Linked DNA regions of Gasterosteus aculeatus: region 1 is linked to region 2. The links are chromatin contacts, called in public Hi-C maps. All regions are on one chromosome and are shown on one strand. Each heading gives the region's core, a stretch centred on a gene start, on an enhancer-like site or on the middle of the called end of the contact. The rest is flanking DNA. Distances are from core to core; before and after follow the strand shown.

The links. A called contact is a pair of places that touch in the nucleus more often than the background predicts.
Region 1: a contact with region 2 is called in a Hi-C map of liver, with 1.7 times the contacts expected there. The contact joins two enhancer-like sites. A contact is called at or near these places in 2 of 6 Hi-C or Micro-C datasets (liver and skeletal muscle).

Annotation. Positions count from the first base shown.
Region 1 is chr10:7,388,869-7,391,568 of fGasAcu3.hap1.1, forward strand. No RefSeq gene overlaps it. Among protein-coding and RNA genes, the nearest start is that of jarid2b, 12 kb to the left of the region's middle. Within about 2 kb of position 1,368, at least 7 of the 9 cell types and tissues checked have open chromatin away from gene starts, as enhancers often do. A contact at or near this core is called in liver, where this site is marked.
Region 2 is chr10:7,307,496-7,310,195 of fGasAcu3.hap1.1, forward strand. It overlaps jarid2b (jumonji and AT-rich interaction domain containing 2b), which reads right to left. Exons shown (of 19, transcript XM_078081402.1): 6 at 2,679-2,700. Among protein-coding and RNA genes, the nearest start is that of LOC120826105, 25 kb to the right of the region's middle. Within about 2 kb of position 1,311, at least 2 of the 9 cell types and tissues checked have open chromatin away from gene starts, as enhancers often do. A contact at or near this core is called in liver, where this site is marked.

The sequences.
Region 1 (2,700 bases), core at 118-2,617, 81 kb after region 2:
ATTGCCAGTAGCCTATTTTGTCTGGTGTGTAATGTTCGCTGTCAGCGATGCGCCGGTATTTTTTACATCTGTTACTTATTCAGTCTTTCAAACTCCCAAACCAGAGTTGGCGATTGTTTGAACAGTGGGAAGACAAACAAATATGTTTTTAATGAGTTTCATTTTGTTTCTGTTGAGTTTGAATAAATTGAGTTACACGACGATCAGCAACGAGGAACGTTGTCTCGCCGGAGTCTAATGTCTTTGAAGAGAGAATGTTTACAGCACGTTTTGTCTTTAAATGAAGTATAATAGATGGTCAGATCCTCATCAGGCACTTATGATGTTTTAATAGTCATGCTGTCCTGTGATAGTATTCAGGGTAAAGGTGAATCCTAATCGACAAAGGAAATAGTAACATACATTTGGAGTGACTGTATTTGTTAGGAAAAAAGTCTCAAAACAGGCAAACAAGTTGATGTTGACCTTCAGCTATTTATGAAATAAAGGGGTTCCTGAAAGGAACGAATGAATAAAAGAGAACAGATAATTCGACCACAATTAAACTTTAAATAAAGAACAAGAGGAACAAGATGAGACACGACAGCTGAGCCGCAGTTCTTTGGATACATTGTGCTGGTTTACTACCAGGATGGAATATCCCCTCGGCTCACTGGCTGCACTCATTGTTTGATCGCAACCACTTTTTTCCCCTCTGCCAAGATGGCTGATGTCACGGGGCCATATGAGTCCTACTTCTGTTGCGGACCCGTCGCTTTGCACCGGCTGCGGAGACGGTTTCCGCATTCCAGGGAAAGTAATAATTCGCTGTCAGAAACTGTTTTGTGTTTTGACTGTTGAGGCAACGAAGCTGTGACCACAAATTGTGTCAGCTGGAGCAGCCCGCGGATGTCAGGGCCGGTAATGGCTCGTAAACTGCATTAGCATTAGTGTCGTGGAAGCGCGTCGTTTGTCAGATATTTGCGGCGTAAGGTCATTGAGAAAAAAAGACCCAAATGATCACAGGCAATCTATGTAACAGATTCTTTCCCACACAGGGTCTTTTTACCGCCGTTGTGTGTGCGTGCGTGTGTGTGTGTGTGTGCGTGCGTGTGTGTGTGTGTGTGTGTGTGTGAGAGAAGAGGAAGAGATTGTGTTGAACAACAGGAAAGGTGGGGAGTGTAGATGATACTGTATTTGTCTGTGTGTGCAGATATGGAAGTTTCCACTGCAGCCGTGAACTGGCACTGTTACTAAGTGTAGATGGCTGTTCCCATCACACACACACACACACACACACACACACACACACACACACACACAGTCCTCTATTATACGGACCTGCTACCTAGAGATTAGCTTCCCCACGGAGGGGGGTGGACGTGCCGTTGACCACCGTCCAATCAGGCATGACCTAGCAGAGACAACCAGCCAACCAACACGCCCAGATCCCACTTTGTCTGCCAAAGGGCCGTCACATGACAGGACCAACTGTCACCACACATGGTCGTTTTCTCTGTAAAATCTGTCCGTTTGCGTCTAACAAACAATCAATCCGTTTGTCCTCGTTATCCGCGAGGAACCTTTTTTTTTCTTCTTCGTTCTGCCTCTCCCTCGGTCAGGAAGTTCTTTTTGTTTTTCTTGCCTACACTGTGGTCACTTTGTGAAGTGGTTCAATCCGCTGATCCTGGAGCTGCTCAAACCCCCCGGTTGTCAGTGACTCTCTTTCTCTCTTCTTTCCAGCGGTCGGACAGTGAGGCAGTGAGACTTCCCACTCCTTTTTTTTCTCCCCTCAAATTGAAAACACACTGCGTTCCCCACAAAAGAATTTCCCACAGGTGCTCGCGCATTATCTCTCCCTTTGTGGCGGCCCACATTGACCCGGCTGATGACTTCAGCTTCAGTTGATTCCAAATACAGAGATTATGCACTGGATATTCACACTACATTAACTCTCCTAGGAACCACAAACACCATGTTTGTTTTGGACATAAAGAAGAGCACCGGTTGTCCTCAGATATAAATGATCACCATTCAAAGCCAACCTGCCATCTGCACCAATAAGGTCCTTTGCAGTTTGTTGAACGGGGCCTCTCCTGATCTCTGCGTGACTTACAATGGGCCTGCATTGTAGTCACCGTGGATCATGTTTATACTCTGCATCCTGTGGTGAGAACATGCCGAGGAAACAGTCTTATCACTGCATGTAGAATGTGAAGGTTGCATATCCTCGACATAAGCGCGGCTCTTTGCATTCTCTTCACAGAGTCCTTCACGTGTCTCTTCTGGGATTCATCCTACGATTTGACATGCTTTACTGTTTGCTTTGCCCAAGGTACACTTGCAACTGAGGCTGCGGCAGTGAAAATGAAAACCCTTGTCTCTCGGTCTATGTCTCCCTCTGGAAATGATTAGGGCTGTTGGGGCAGCCTGAAACCATTACTGATGTACACTGATGAAGTCCCATTTGTTTGAAGTGCACACACTCTGAGCTCTTGCACGTCCCAGTGTGTGTCTATGTGTGTGTGTGTGTGTGTGTGTGCGTGCGTGTGTTTTCGGGTGTGTGCGAGAGCAAGCCTGCGTGCATCTGCCCGTCCCCGTGTGTGAGATCTCCCTCTCCTCTCCTTTCTCCCCGAGCCAAGCCAACGCCAGTAAAAACTCATTGCGGAGAGGAACTGGAAATAAACTGGTGAGGAAACCCGATCCCTTTGAAGTTCAAAC
Region 2 (2,700 bases), core at 61-2,560:
TTCAGCCGTCTATCTGCTCCTGGTGTATGAAATATACGAATAATTTGACGATCTTCTTAGATTTGGGATTTCTCTTCTCTTTTTTTGGACACCTTGCGTAGAAGCATTGCATGTTTGACTGTAGAGATTTAGGAATCTATGGACCATGGATACACAGATTTTTCTGCCACCTAGTTTCTAATTATTAATGTACAAAGGTTCAAAGTAAATAAATAAGGAATAAAAAAAACACTTTAAAAAGTGGGAAAATTCCTATAACGTATCGAGGCATAAATACACTTGGACATATAGTATGTTTTTCCAGGCTACCGTCTACATGTACCAGTATGTGCACATGAGTCTCAATACCCCCCCCTGTAGTATGCATATAAACTCCCTGCCCCAAACCACAGCGACCCAGTGGAAAAGCCCCCCCCTAACATGGGAGTGACAGGATTTTGGCTAACTCATAGTGCCCGATCAGCAAAATATGCATGATTTAAGCCGTGTATGAAAACCTCTCTGTACTACACGTCAAAGTGGACCTAGACTGCAGCCGTCCCCCGGGACGACGTTAAGCAGGTAGAACGGGAGCAAGCTAATTAACACACACTCAATGGCTCCCTCTTCGGCTTTAATGAGGCTCAATTTAAAGTTTCGCGGCGCCTTACTACCAACGGGCGCGATGAAAAGGGGCCGAGGCGCAAACACACGGAGCATTTACAGCACGAGCGCAATGCCGCGACGTGTGTGTGTGTGTGTGCACGTTTCTCGTCGACAGAGGTTGTGTGTATGCGCTATACTCCCCCCCCCCCCCCCCCCCCCCCCGGCTCTCTGAAAAATGAGAGACATCCTGACATTTTGAGAAGTGAGCTAAGCAAGAAACGGAGCCCAATAAAGGCTGTTTAATTTAGCTATGTCAACATGGCACATGGCCGAGCGGGAGAGAGAATGGGGGAGACGGCTCGCTGATGAATGGCTTACGATGTGGGGCCTTTCCTGTCTCGCTCTACCTCCCAGAATAAACTCCACTATTACTACTCCACTATTCGCCAACTGCTCGCTCCCTCGCTCATATGACGCTGCTCCTGCTCAGTGTCCCGTTTGACACAATTACTAAAGCCACAAAATGCACTGAGTGTGTGTCCATCTCCTGATACGAAACACGGCACAAATACTAACTCGACACTGGAGCAACGACCCCGTCTTGACTGTGCGCACACACACTTATGTGTGTAAACGTCTGTTTCAGGGGCCTTAACCCCTTCATCTATATTGTTCTGCTGGTTTCCCTCTTATCTATTTATTTAGCATATCACAGTGACGCCGCCGCGCTGCTTTGCAAACAGTGTTGGTGTACGAGATAAGAACGGAGACTAAGCTGTGCTCATGCACACAACAAGCCTGCATTTGTTCAAACAGGTTCCACTTTCCTGATACGGATGCGTGCAGGTTAGCATTCAAGCTGCAGCTACAGATGTTCATGAAAGACAGAAGAAGTACATGCATCTGTGCTCGTTTTGGACGGGAGACACTTTTCTGTGAACTACACAAAAAGGTGGTGCGCAGTTCTCCAAGAGTTCATTCCGAGCAAATCCATGGAGCCGTCTCCCTGGTTCTCTCCGAGCCCTGCCAGCCTCTCTCTCCTCCTCCACATTCCACTCCAGAGGATGACGGAGGAGAGAGCTGAGCAAAGCGTTCACCTTTTGAACCTTTCCTGGGGCGATTCCACAGACTAAGAAGGGAGGGAGAGCATCCGGGAGGAAGCATAAAATCCAGCCCTTGTTTTGTCGGGGGGGGACCCCTGGCCAGAAGGAGGGCCTGCAGGTTAAAATAGTCCTTTGTATAAAAATAAAAACTGTAGTAGCAATATGATGATGGTAAATTCGACCTAATACGCAGAAATATTTCCCGTGACCGAGCCTTGAAAACCAAATGGCCTGATTATTTAAATCAAGCCTACGTTTTCTGCAATACAAAATCAATAATTATGGGATTAGGATTGAAACTCGTGTTATGGGGATCAAATGCATGCATGCTACATGAAGTCCACAACTGTGTGTATACGTTTACTCATCCAAAATGTCCACGCGCCCCACAAGGGGTGTGTGCGTGTGTGCCGAGGGCCCCGGACAGCTGTCGCAGTGAGTGCATAAACACCTTGTTAGGGCTTAGAGAGCTCAGTATTAATTGGGGTGGAAGGAGTTGATGTGCAGCTATGCTATGCTACGTGACTCACCCGGGTCTCTGGACGTGGAAAAACACGAGCGCAAACTTAGGAAATTACAGTCACGCGCACACAGGAAGCAGCACCTCTGTCCGCTGTCTGTCTGTCTGTCCGCTGTCTGTCTGTCTGTCTCGTGACTCATCCTGTGTTGCTCCTCTCCATCAAATCCTCCCTCCTAGAAATGCATCCCTCCATTTATCTTTAGTTATTCCGCCGGTGCATCATCCTTCACTCTACTCTGTCCTCTCCCCTCACCTCCCTCCTCATCCATCTCCCTCAGAGGGCTCTTTCTTTCTCCGTTTACCCCCCCTTGTCAACTCCTCCTTCTCCTCAGATAAGGAAGCAAAGACGGGATTGAAGGGAAGCTGCTCCCCTTCATGAATGCACGCATTTCCCATAATGCCCTGTGATTACGTTAGTCAAGGAGCCGCCCGTACGCGCGGCTAATTGCGAGCTCTATTCCGGCGCTCACCGTGCCCGTTGAGCGGCTGCCT